Linked DNA regions of Sus scrofa: region 1 is linked to region 2. The links are chromatin contacts, called in public Hi-C maps. All regions are on one chromosome and are shown on one strand. The core of a region is the stretch at or near the end of the contact, and the rest is flanking DNA. Distances in the headings are between cores, read along the strand shown.

Region 1 (6,764 bases), core at 3,896-6,395, 36 kb before region 2:
CACACACACAAATAAAAAAAAAAAAAAAAAAAAAAAAAAAAAAAAACACATATATATACAACCGAATGATTTTTCTGTACAGCAGAAATTAACAACATTGTGAACCAACTATACATCAATAAAATAAATTTTAAAAAGAGAGTGGCCATGTGTTATTATGTGTGGGTGTTGAATAACTAAGGGTTCACTGTGCTGGCTTCTCCATATTTGTGTATTTTGAAATTTTTCACTTTAAAAAGTTTAAAATTTGAGGAGCTTCCCTCATGGCTCAGCAGAAACGAACCTGACTAGTATCCATGAGGATGCAGGTGTGACCCCCCTGGCCCCACTCAGTGGTTAAGGATCTGGGTTGCCAAGAGCTGTGGGTAGGTCACAGATGGGGCTCGGAGCTGGCGTTGCTGTGGCTCTGGTGTGGGCTGGAAGGTAGAGGTAGCTTCAATTCAAACCCTAGCCTGGGAACTTCCATATGCTGTGCCTCCTGCCTAAAATAAATAAATAAATAATTTTTAAGTTTAAAATTTGATATCTCCTCAAGCAGGTGGTAAGTTCCTCAAAGGCATGCCCTTGATTTTTTTTAACCTAATTGTGTGTTTCTCAAATTAGCAATGATTATATAAACTATAATCTATATAGTAGGTACCTCTTGCTGAGGCAGGGAGGATGGCCTACAGAAAGGAAGTACCTCGTGCTGCTGCAGGTCCCGTTCGGCGTTTGCCCTCATGTGCCTTATTTCATCCTTTGTGTCTTCCAGCTCCCTCTGCACAAGCTCGCATTTTTGGTCTACACTGAGGCCTGTCACACGGTCCACACCTGTGCGGGATTTGGATCTCCACTTGCCTCGTAACTGTAACACAAGAAAAGCAAAACCATTGGTCTACTAGGGACTGGTTATACAGCAGCCCAAGAGGGCATCAAAAGGACCACTCAGACCTGCTAGGGATCACTGTGAACGACAGCCAGAGGGATCAAACTCAATGTGAAAGGAGACTGGATACTGAGCCTGAGGCGATTTCTTTTCACAAGTCCACCTGAGGTGCTGTGCCAAGTACATCAAAGGCCTGTGTGCATGAACTGAAATAAGGAAACTCTGGCGTAGGCTGGTGGCTACAGCTCCGATTGGACCCCTAGCCTGGGAACCTCCATATGCCGTGGGAGCGGCCCAAGAAATAGCAAAAAGACAAAAAAAAAAAAAAAAAAAAAAAGAAGGGAAAGTGTCTCGAGGGTGGGAAAATCGTGAACCTACCACAGACTAGCATTCAAGTCAGAGTCACAGAAAACCTGGAGCTCAGGGCTTCCTGAGCGGAACACAGGAGAAACACTGCATCTGGGGCCATGATGTGCAGTAAAAAAAACAAATAGACCCAAAATTTGGATTTCCTAGGCAATGAAGCCAAAGGTCAAAAACCAGTGGGCAAGGAATGTGTGGACCTGAAGATGGGATTGTTTGGCCCTCAAAAGATAGACCTATATACAGTTTTAAATCAAAAAAAAATTTGGAGTTCCCGTCGTGGCTCAGTGGTTAACGAATCTGACTAGGAACCATGGGGTTGCGGGTTCCATCCCTGGCCTTGCTCAGTGGATTAAGGATCCGGCACTGCAGTGAGTTGTGGTGTAGGTGGAGGACGAGGCTCAGATCCTGAGTTGCTGTGGCGCTGGTGTAGGCTGGCGGCTGCAGCCCCGATTAGACCCCTAGCCTGGGAACCTCCATATACCGTGGGTGTGGCCCTAGAAAAGACCAAAAAAAAAAAAAAATTAATTACCCACATTTGAAAAATCAGAAGATTTCACCAAAATAATCCAATTATTGCCAGATTCTCTTGAAAAATCAGCTGCTCTGGCAATACCAGGCTGTTTGGCTGGCCCTTTGAGATGGGAGAAGCACTCCAGTGCCCATACCAGGCCCATCTTCACTCCTTTAAGTGGCAGGCCAGGCCCCATATACATTTGGGTCCCTCAATTTAAGGGAATTATTTCAAACAAAGATGGTCTGGGAGTGTCAGTCCACCAGGTGGAACCTGATTCTGTTCATACTCAACTGAAGGAGAAACCTTGGCAGGGAAGGAAGAATCCAAAGTAGAACGGGGAGAAAGTCACATGAGGAAAAGAATTCTTAGGTCTTGCTGCTATACCTGTGCAATTTCTGCTCCTGATATCTTAATTTCTGATAATCGCAGAGATCGTTGGTCCCTGGGTTCCAGTTTATTGTAATATTTTTCAAACATCTCTGTCTCAGTTTTGAGCGCAGAGTTTCCATAGCTGCAAGACAGAGGGTGCCTGGGTAAGTTCCACCAATATAGGACTTGAACCCCCAAATAGCTAGTATTTAACACTTCAGCTTTGTAGGACCCTCTGCAAGATACTTAGCCTCTTAGTGCCTCACTTTCCAGATCTTTAAAATGGGAATAATACCAGTACCTATCTTTTAGGGTTGCAACAAGGAATACAAAGACTTTGGGGGAGTTCCCACTGTGGTGCAGCAGTAACAAACCTGACTAGTATCCATGAGGACTCGGGTTCTATCCCTTGCCTAGTTCAGTGGGTTAGGGATCTGGCGTTGCCATGAGCAGTGGTGTATGTCACAGATGTGGCTAGGATCCCAAGATGCTGTGGCTGTGGCATAGGCCAGCAGCTATAGCTCCAAATCAACCCCTAACATGGAAACTTCCATATGTCAAGGGTGTGCCCCCCCCCAAAAAAAAGGCTTTGGGACAGTGCCTGGCACACAGTACATGCTATTTAAGTATTTGATATATTTTAAATATATATCGAGGGGTTTCCACCGTGGTACAATGGGTTAAGAATCTGACTACAGCAGCTAGGGTCACTGCAAATACACGGGTTCAATCCTCTGCCCAGAGCAGTGGGTTAAAGGACATGGTGCTGAGGCAGCTGTGGTGTAGGTCACAGCTGCAGCTTGGATTCAATCCCTGGCCCAGGAACTTCCATATGTCACAGTGCAGCCGTAGAAAGAAAGGAAGAAAGAAAAGAAAAATATATCTAATGAGCCACAAAATTCAGAGCACTGGGATTATAGGCATACCTTGGGGATACTTCAGGTTCAGTATCAGACCACCTCAACAAAGAAAATATCACAATAAAGTGAGTCACATAATTTTTTTTAGTTTTCCAATGCATATAAAGTTATGTTTATATTGCACTGTAGTCTACTAAGTATGCAATAGCATTATGTCTAAAAAATGTACATATCTTTTTTTTTTTTTTTTTTTTTGGCCATGCCCAGGGCATGTGGAAGTTCCCCAGCGAGGGATGGAACCCGAGCCACAGTACAGACCCGAGCCACTGCAGTGAAAACACTGGATCCTTACCCTGCTGTGCCACAAAGGAACTACAAAAAAGTGCATATCTTAATTTAAAATGCTAAAAATGCTGAACATCATCTGAGCCTTCAGTGAGTAATAATCTTTTTGCAATAGTAACATTAAAAAAAGACTGATGACAAATCACATAATATAATAATAATGAAAAAGTTTGAAATATGATGAGAATTACTAAAATGTGACAGAGACACAAAGTGAATAAATGCTGTTAGAAAAACTGGCACCAACAGGCTTGTTCAATTCAGGGATGCACAAAACCTCATGGTGTAAAAAATGCAGTGTCTTCCAAGCACAATAAAGCAAAGTGCAGTAAATCAAAGTCATGCCTATATACTGAAAACTGCTATGTTTCAAGTATCTTCTAATCCATGTGTGAAATTCCTTCTGAATTACTCTGTTTTTGAAGGTACATATAACCACAATCTTCAGATGTTTCCTTTGGTTTAAATTCCTCAGCTCTTTTATTTCCAGAACCCAGTGGATCCACTAGAAGTTTATTATAAATGGTGGGAAAGCTTTGTATAGATGGTTTTTAAACAACTAGAGAGACAAACCTAGTTTATTCTGTATGTGCCAAGATTATGACCCTTTTAATTTATATAACATTCATACATATGAGTGTGTATAATACATACATATGTTTGTAAATGTATATATAAGGGAGAGAACAGCTTTGATATTTTCATACATCATTGAGCTAATTCCTATTTGGCTGAATTTTAAGCTTAGTGGGAAACGTTCAATGGAAATATCAAAGCAATTTTCTTTTTCAGCATGTAGTGTTCCCACCTGAGTCTTAATCCTAGCACTAGCACTGACTAGCTGTGTGACCTTAGGAAAGTGACAACTTCTGTGTCTGTTTCCTCACCCACTTCTTAGGGTTCCTGTGCCATTATACAAGACTATATATGCAAAATACTTGGCACATAATAAGCACTCAAAAGATTGTAGCTATTTTAGTAATAATACCTCAGTTCTGACCTAAGCTATTTATTAACATATAGAAATAACATCTATTCTGCTGCCAGGTCAGGATATTCTTCCAAAAAGTTGTACAATTAACCTCAACTGCATCATGGAATCTTGATATCCAATATATTTGTTATAGTAGATACAAAACACACTGCTAAAATTACAGAACATTAGGCTACTCCGTCTTTGCTGTCGACCTCCACGCTTATACTCTGGTTCAGGTGTAAGTTGCCTCATACTAAAAACATCTCAATAGCTTCTTTTCTATCGTCTGCCACATTAATTTAATCATAGAATCTTAGCACTGGAAAGGGGTTTAGAGGTCACGCGGTCCAACCTGCCACCGCACAGTAGAGAAGCGGCTAAGCACGGTGTGGCACCAGGCTGAAGCTCTGGCTTCACCAATTAGGTTCTGGGCTTCGCACCAGTTTCTGTTTTGGCTCCATCAGTGGCTTCTTAGCTCCGTGGCGGTGGAGATATAGGAATAAAGAGCAAAGGTAAACGCCTTCCCCACTTTTTGGGCTGGGGGTGGGGGTCTCAGTTTCCTCAGAGTTCACTTCGGACTTCGATTATCTCGGTGCTGGACCGAGTTTCGACCTCACACTCTGAGGAGGGACCGCCCCCAGAGGCCGGCTGGCTGGTACCTGAGCTCTTCCACCAGCCCGCAGAGCTGGATAATAGGTAGCTCGTTCTCGTCCTGGGCCTGCGCCTCGGAGGCAGAGGTCTCAGAGTCCTCATCCGTCATCACTGCAGAAGCTACCCTTGCCAAAGCCAAGGGTGACCAAGGGCGCCGGGTGCGAGAACCCACGCGTCACTCGGGCTGCGACCAAGCAGTAGGTTGCCAGGGCGACCCGGACGCATGCGTGAGGAGGCGGGGCTTCCTGAGGCCTCGCCCATCGATCCCAGCCCAACTCCTCGCTTCCGGGAACGTGATAGCTGACCTTGGGTGGACACCTAGGCACCTTCACGGTTTACTTTTACTGTCATGATTTTTAAAATGAGCTACGGTTCGCTCAGCGCTTACTGTGCTCTTGGCATCGTGTTAAGCAGAGTTTATGAAAATCCTTGCAACACTTGTTATAGTATCTATTCTTTTCTTTATGTATTCTCCAAATAAGGAAACAGAATCAGAAAGTTCGATTTGTGGGGGTGTCTTCTTTATCTTACCTCTCTGTGAGGCCTCTACTCTGCTTACCACCCCGGGCTTCATACATACTAACTGCAGTTTCTCTGGAATGCCAATAATCTGTATTCCTGGAAGGAAAAAAACTTAGCTGATTATTTAATGGGTATAAATTCAAGAGACATTTGTAAATTGACATTATGTACTATGTTTTGAGAATCCTGGAAGAAGGTGTGGAAGCAGACCATTCTGGCTTTCAAGGAGCTTCTAGTTAAATGAAGAAATAGCCCCCAAACCAGCTGTTGCAATCTGGAGTGATTATGGTAATATCTTTTCATAATGATCAATTCATTTAATCCTCAAAACAATCTTATGAAATTGGTATTATTATCTTCCTCTTACAGATCAGGAAATTGAGGAATAGAGTTAGATGAGTGGCCCACAGCCACCCAGGAATGGAGTTACCCTCCAGCTAAACCTAAATCCAGGCTGTTGACTTCTAAACTGATGTACATCATGGCAAGGATCTGCAAGGCAGCAAGGTATCTGTCTGTCTGCTCCCACCAGGACGGAGGAGGACAGAGAGAAGGATGGGCAGACTTCTTTGAGGGAGGGTGGGCAGACTTCTTTGAGGGAGGGTAGGCCTGGATGTGGTTAGAAAGCAGGCCGTGTTAAACTGCTTAGAATGAGGGTCAGCCACTCCCTGACCCTCCCTGCCTCCCAAGAGACGCCTGTGAGCATCAACACATAGTCACAGAACTCCAAAGGACTTTGGTTTTGAGGCTTAGGATGAACAAGTTTAGAGCCAGAGTTACTAGAGATGAAAGCAGGGAGGCTGAGCCCTACTACCCTTCTCTTCTCTCTGCTGCTAGGGCTCTTGGGATGGGCTCTGGGACCAATGGTTAATATACTCACATAACACGTAATGCAAATGGGAACCAGCCTCAAGAGGGCCCAAAGCAAGAAAGAGCTCTGAAGCAGGTCTGGCTCTGGTGCAAACAGCCCCCATCACTTGGGCAATGTGATACAGCAGACCCTAGGGTACTGGAAGGATCAGTGGTGGGAAAAGATGCAGCATGAAGCTTAAAGCCAGATCTACTGAGAGAATCATAATGCAGGACCTGGGATTTTGGAACAAGGCCATGCAATCGATGGCAGGGATTTTCACACCTTCTGAGAAATTGCACCTAGTCTGTTACTAGACCTTGGTAGAGGCAATACTTGACCATGCATCCAGTCCTGCCCATCATGAGCTGAGTCCTATTCGAACTACCACATCATAAAGTTGGGCATGCCTAGTCTCAATCCATTGTAAAATGGGAATGGTTTAT
Region 2 (6,342 bases), core at 1,356-3,855:
TTTTTTTTTTAGAGTCCAGGCTAGCTGTTTTGCAGAAAGCTCCCCAGTTTTGATTTGTCTGATTAGATTCAAGTTAAGGTTTGGCGGCAGATGTTGTGTCCTTTCTTGGTGCAGCACATCAGAGGGTCCCTTGGTCCTTTACTGGATGATGTCAAGTGTGATTCAGGATTAGAGTGATGACCTCCAGGTTCCCCTTTGTAATTAACACGTGCTCTGTAGGGTAACACTGTATTCATTGAAAGCCTTGAGCTGTGGCAAGTGCAGGGTGAGCCAGTGGTGAGCACCTACCTAGACTCAGTTTTTGCTCTTATGCTGTTTTTACAGTGGAGGAAATAGACAATAACCTAAGAAACAAATAATTACAAGATATGCAATTTTCTGAAGAATGTGGATGGGTGTTGAGCACTATCAACTCTAATATTTAAAATGAACTTAAAGCACTGGGAACTATATCTAGTCACTTATGATGGAGCTTGATAATTTATGTGTGCCTGGGTTGCTGTACAGTAGAAAATTGACAGAACACTGTAAACCACGTATAATGGAAAAAAAATCATTAAAAAATAATAAAATGGGAGTTCCCGTCGTGGCGCAGTGGTTAACGACTCCAACTAGGAACCATGAGGTTTTAGGTTCGGTCCCTGCCCTTGCTCGGGGGGTTAGGGACCCGGCGTTGCCGTGAGCTGTGGTGTAGGTTGCAGATGTGGCTCGGATCCTGCGTTGCTGTGGCTCTGACGTAGGCCAGCAGATACAGCTCCAATTAGACCCCTAGCCTGGGAACCTCCATATGCCATGCGAGCGGCCCAATAAATGGCAAAAAAAAAATAAATAAATAAATAAAATGAACTTAAAAGTGAGACTTGGAGAGGAAAAAGGAGTCAGGCAGAGAAAAATGGAACTGGAGGGGGTAGAGGTGATGTCGGCCAAACTTGGAGGGTAGAAAAAACTGAAAGACGGGCATCTCAAGGAGAGCAATGTGTAGGGAAAGGCCCTGGTCAGATAATAATCATATTGAGCACTCAGTATCTGCTAGACACTGTTCTAAGTGTTTTTCATGGTTTATTTTGTCTAATCTGCTCCATAGTCGTGTGAGGTAGGTGCCATTACTGCTTTTATTTTGTAAAATCCACAGCATAGAGAGGTTAAGTTATTGGCCCAAGGTAACACAGCTTGTAAGTAGCAGAGCTGGCATTCAAACACGGAAGGATCTAGCTTCAGAGTTTGTTCTCTTAATTGTATCAAGAAGGAGGAAGCAGGGCCTCACCTAGAAAACAGAATATGAAAAAGGATTGGATTCAAAGCAACCCAGGCTGAGTGATTAAAAAATGTGGGATGGAAAAGCAAGACCAAAGAAAGGCCCAGAACATCAAGGAGAGAAGAGTGTTCAGGGCTAGAAGGCAACCTAATAAAATAGGCCAAAGTTTGGTTGGCCACCCCACCCTCAGTCCATACCCAACTCCTAGCCTGTCCCTTCAAGGCAGGACTCTCACAATTCTCCTGCTCTCTGTCCTCCCAAACCAAACCAAGGTATTTCTATGGTCTCAAAGTGTCTCCACACATTTTGCTTATTAATTACAAAGGGAAAAATAGGAACTTTACAGTGAGTAACTTGGCTGACTCCAACTTAACCAAGTGAGGATATGAACATAAAGAGAGTTCTTAGGGAAGGTTCTGGAAGGATATTTTGGGGAAAATGTAAGATAAGGGTTTTGTGGATGAAGAGAGAAGGGGAAGTCTGGAGGTTCAAGAGTCTGTGGGTGGCAGGGGAGAGTCTATCAGGGAAGATGGGCTGTCTCTGGGAGGGGTGGGGAAATCAGGAGTTGGAGAGGTTCTGAGTGAAAAGAGCAAGTTTCATGAGGGAGGGACTTGATGGGAACAGTTTGGGTGACAAAAGTGTCACAGCAGGGTCGGTATGAGAGGTCTGGTGGTGAAACTCTGGATGACGAAAGGGTAGAGAGCTTTGGGGTAGGGGGTCTCTAGGAGAGTCCTGGAAGAGTAGGCGAGGGGGCAAGGCTCTAGGACAGCAGCCTGTGGGCGGGGAGGCCCTGTGATGAGCGCTTTCTGCCAGACCAAGGATGGGTAGATTTGGAAGGGGATCCTGGAGGGGCGGGGTCAGGGGCGGGACCAGGCCGGCGGGCGGGTCCCCCCGCGCTGCAGGGGGCGCTGTGAGGCTGGGCGGCCCCGGGCCGGGCGTCGGCCGCTCCTAGTGAGCGCGGCCCCTTTTCCGGGTTTCCTCCTCCTCCTTCTTCGCCGCCGCTGCCGCTGCCCCTTTCCCGGCCGGCGGCTGCCGCTGCTGGTGCCGCCGACGCCGCCGCCGCCGCCTCGGGGCCGCGAGCCGAGCGGAGGCCGCCGCGGAGCGCGAGCGCCATCCGCCCCGCCGTCCCGCCGGCAGCTCCAGGGCCCGGCCGGCTTGGCCGGCGCCCCCCGCGCCCCCAGCCCGCCCGCCCCCGCGGGCCCGGCCTGGCGCGGCCGCCCGCCGCTGCGCTCCTCCTCCTCCTCCGGCGGCCCGCGGCCCGCCGCCTCCTCCGCCCGCCGCCCCGCGCCCCCCGTCGCGCCGCCGCCGCCGCCCTCGGCGCCCCGCGACGCCCCCCGGTCCCGCCCGCCATGCCGGGCCCGGCCGCGGGCAGCAGGGCCCGGGTCTACGCCGAGGTGAACAGCCTGAGGAGCCGCGAGTACTGGGACTATGAGTCTCACGTCCCGAGCTGGGGGTAAAGCCGCCGCCGCCCCCCGCCGGGCCCTCTCACTCCCACCCCCGCCCGGCCGTCCCCCCACCCCCCGCGCAAACCGCACTTGTCCCCCGCTGTCTATCTCCTCGCCTGCCCCTTTGCTGGGCCTGCGCTTCTCCGGTCTGGGGTGGGAGGTCCACTCCCCCCACCAGTGCCCTCGTCTTCCTCTCCTCCCTTCCGCTTCTCCCTCCCCGTTGTGCGTACCCCTTACCCCAGGGTATACTTCCTTACAAGTGTAGGGGTCCAGGGACCAGAGCCCGGTGGGAGTAAGGGAGCAGCCTTTCCTTTTACGCTTTGGGGTTTCTATTGGGGTGGGAAGTCAGCAGCTGTCCTCTTGAGCTATTAAAATTCTTTGCTTTTCTATTTTTTTGAAATGAGGATGGGTGGGAGGAAATTTTTTAAGGATGTCCAGATTCGCAAGGCAGGCGGTGTCTACCTTCTGGGTGTGCAATAGAAGGCAGGTGCTGGGCGGAGGGGCACCTCTGGGCCTCCGGGATGGATGCTTTGCTCACCTCTAGATTGAGTCAGACCCGTGCCTTCCACCTTATCTCCCCTAAGTTATGAGGGACCAATTAGGTTAGGAACTGCGTCTAGTGCGAGGAGCCAAGTTTATGTTGTGGCTTTCATTTAGGGAATGAGTTGTGGCATGATGTGTAGACACTTCCAAGTGCTTGATTAATGGAAGCGCCTGGATGGGGTGTGTAGTGGGCATAGGCTTGGTTAATCCTAAGTCCTGCCATTTATATTTGTCGCTCTTGGCTTTCACAGTAATCAAGATGATTACCAGCTGGTTCGAAAACTTGGTCGGGGAAAGTATAGTGAAGTATTTGAGGCCATTAACATCACCAACAACGAGAGAGTGGTTGTAAAAATTCTCAAGGTGAGTGTCTTATGAGCGGCGTTAAAGTTTCTTTTTCACAGGTCAGAAGGATATGAACTATTTCAGCCACATTCTCCAATGAGCAGTTTGAGCTCTCATTTTGCATCTGTTCTGTCTGATGTCCCTCTCCTACTCCTCCCACCTCATTTTCCTGTGAACTTTCAAGAAAATCTGCAGAAATAGGCAGACCTGTTTCAACTCTAAGTGTGATGGTTCAGGAACATGCTTGTTCTGAAATGTAATTAAAGGCTTCCAAAGTGAAACTTCCAAAGGGGCTCCATTTATTAGAAAATAAATAGGCATTCAGAAGCAAAAAGAGCCTTTTCATGAAGATCCTATCAACGCAAAGGCTCCTCAAGTACTGTATATGTTATTCCAGAAAGTTGTAAAAAAGTAGCTTCAAGGATGCATTTGAAACCTGAGTGGAGGGAACCACTCCTGTGGAAAAATGACTTGTTTTTTCCTTCTTGGTGTTAAAAGTTTCAGGTAAGATGGATATAGTGAGCCAGTAGTGCCAGGAAGATTCATTGTTGCTTATCAGCTAGTAAACGTGAAGTTGGGTTGTTTTGAATTAAAGCAAAACAACCTGTCTAGTTTATAGAACCCTGAATTTGTTAAAGATACCTTTTGTCATCTCTTGAAGGAAGGCTTGATCTTGATGAACATGAAGAGTTGGCTAAATTCTCTTCTGAGTAACTGGTTGTGTAGCTTTGATAATGTGTCAAAGGCATATAAAAAATAATTCTTAGACTCTTTTCAATGATCATTGCCTGATCATTTAATGTGCGTGCATGTCATTTAGTGAAATCACGAGAAGACCAAAGAGTTGATTAGTAGGAGCATATAAGCACTTTCACATATACAAGAGTTCCAATGTGGCCATTTTGGAGAGGCTCTGCGAACAAGAATGTAGGATTGAAAAGCTGTTTTTGTGCCTTAAGTAAAGTTGGGGCAGCTGTGTCCCGATTTAAAAAGGGAGGTCAGGCTTCGACTATCAGAAAATCACCTTTCAGAAAAGTGATTGACTCTGTTACTGCTACCATTCTAGCCTTGTGATGAAGAGGCAGGTTTGCAGAGAAATAGGCAAGTTATTTGTGCTGTCAGAAACACTGGGGGGGAGATGTGAGGAATTGATACTGAAGATAGGGAGTTTGACTCTCCTCTTCCCTAAATATGAACTGCTCCTACAAAGTCACGTGGTCTTTATTTTTTTTCTTCACAAATATTTAAAGAAATATTCCCATCAGAGAAGTCACCTGGGAAACCATACAGTTTTTTTCTGTTAAACATTAGCATAAATGTTTTTAATAGAGCTACTTAAAATCTCTCTAGGAAATAAGCAAGGCATAAATTGACATTAGGAGTACCCATATCCCACTGTTGTGCAATCAGAAGAATAAACTGCTGACTCTAAAGCAATTCCAGAAAAATGTCTAAACTTTGATGTGATGGTAGCATTTTTAGAGTAAGTATGCAACTTCCTGTGGCGTCTTTTGAAAGGGAACCACATTCAGGTGTGTATATAAGTAATAGTACATTCATTTAGGGAAGTGTCATATTGCCCTTTTGTCATCCTTGTGGAGAACTTCATAGCCTCAGTTGCTGGATAGTTTTCCCCTGCTCTAAAGATTTATAGGATATGTTTAGGGTACCCGATATGGAAACTGAAGGACATTTTTAACCAACCAGAAATTTAGGCACCAAGAAGCATATCTAACGTCACTATGTTGAAATAACCCTTGGCCAGAACTCCTGTTTCCTATTTTTTTCCTCTCTCTTACTGTTTGTTTTAGTGTTAGGTTGTAAGATCTTAACATTGAGCACAGAGTAAGTTCCAGTGTTCTAGAATAAGTCTTGGGAGGCCCCTGTGATGCTCTAGTTAATGAAGTGTTAGTTCTTAGATCTTTTTCACACACGTTCTTTTCAGGGTGCAGCCTGAACCACCTTGTTTCCACTGGTGAAAACTACTCTCAGTCTCCGTTTTTCAAAGCCCTATGACATTTCTGTCCGGATTTGTTCTATCTGAAGGATGGGGTTAGAAATTGCCTAGGATGGGAGTTCCCGCCGTGGCGCAGTGGTTAACAAATCTGACTAGGAACCATGAGGTTGCGGGTTCGGTCCCTGCCCTTGCTCAGTGGGTTAACGATCCGGCGTTGCCGTGAGCTGTGGTGTAGGTTGCAGACGCGGCTCGGATCCCGCGTTGCTGTGGCTCTGGCGTAGGCCGGTGGCTACAGCTCCGATTCAGCCCCTAGCCTGGGAACCTCCATATGCCGTGGGAGCGGCCCAAGAAATAGCAACAACAACAACAACAAAAAAAAAGAAATTGCCTAGGGTACTGTTGGATTTTCTCCTTCTAACCAGCTGAATTAAAAGTAGGTTAAAAGTATTTTATATATATATAAAAGAATAGGGGTACTTCCCGTTGTGGCTTAGTGGGTTAAGAACCCGACACAGTGTCCATGAGGATGCGGGTTTGATCCCTGACCTTAACTCAGTGGGTTAAAAAACCACTGGTGATGCAAGCTGCAGCATAGGCTGCTCGTGTGGCTCTGATTCGACCCCCTAGCCTGGGAACTTGAATATGCTGAGGGTGCAGCCATAAAAAGAAAAAAAAAATTAAAAAAGTAAAAAGAGGAGTTCCTGGTGTGGTTCAGTGGAAACAAACCTGACTAGTATCCATGAGGATGCAGATTCAATCTTGGCCTTACTCAGTAGGTTAAAGATCTGGTATTGCCA

Evidence for each region. Hi-C and Micro-C count contacts between places; a contact is called where the count stands out from the background.
Region 1: a Hi-C map of epiblast stem cells shows a contact between it and region 2, with 4 times the contacts expected there. The contact joins the promoter of CCDC113 here to the promoter of CSNK2A2 in region 2. A contact is called at or near these places in 3 of 47 Hi-C or Micro-C datasets (embryonic fibroblasts, epiblast stem cells and liver).

The regions. Positions count from the first base shown.
Region 1 is chr6:20,051,062-20,057,825 of Sscrofa11.1, reverse strand. CCDC113 (coiled-coil domain containing 113) reads right to left here and starts at 5,145. Exons shown (of 9, transcript NM_001244688.1): 1 at 4,955-5,145; 2 at 2,130-2,256; 3 at 683-844. The coding sequence starts at 5,055.
Region 2 is chr6:20,012,987-20,019,328 of Sscrofa11.1, reverse strand. CSNK2A2 (casein kinase II subunit alpha') reads left to right here and starts at 2,605. Exons shown (of 12, transcript XM_021093948.1): 1 at 2,605-2,708; 2 at 3,495-3,606. The coding sequence starts at 2,605.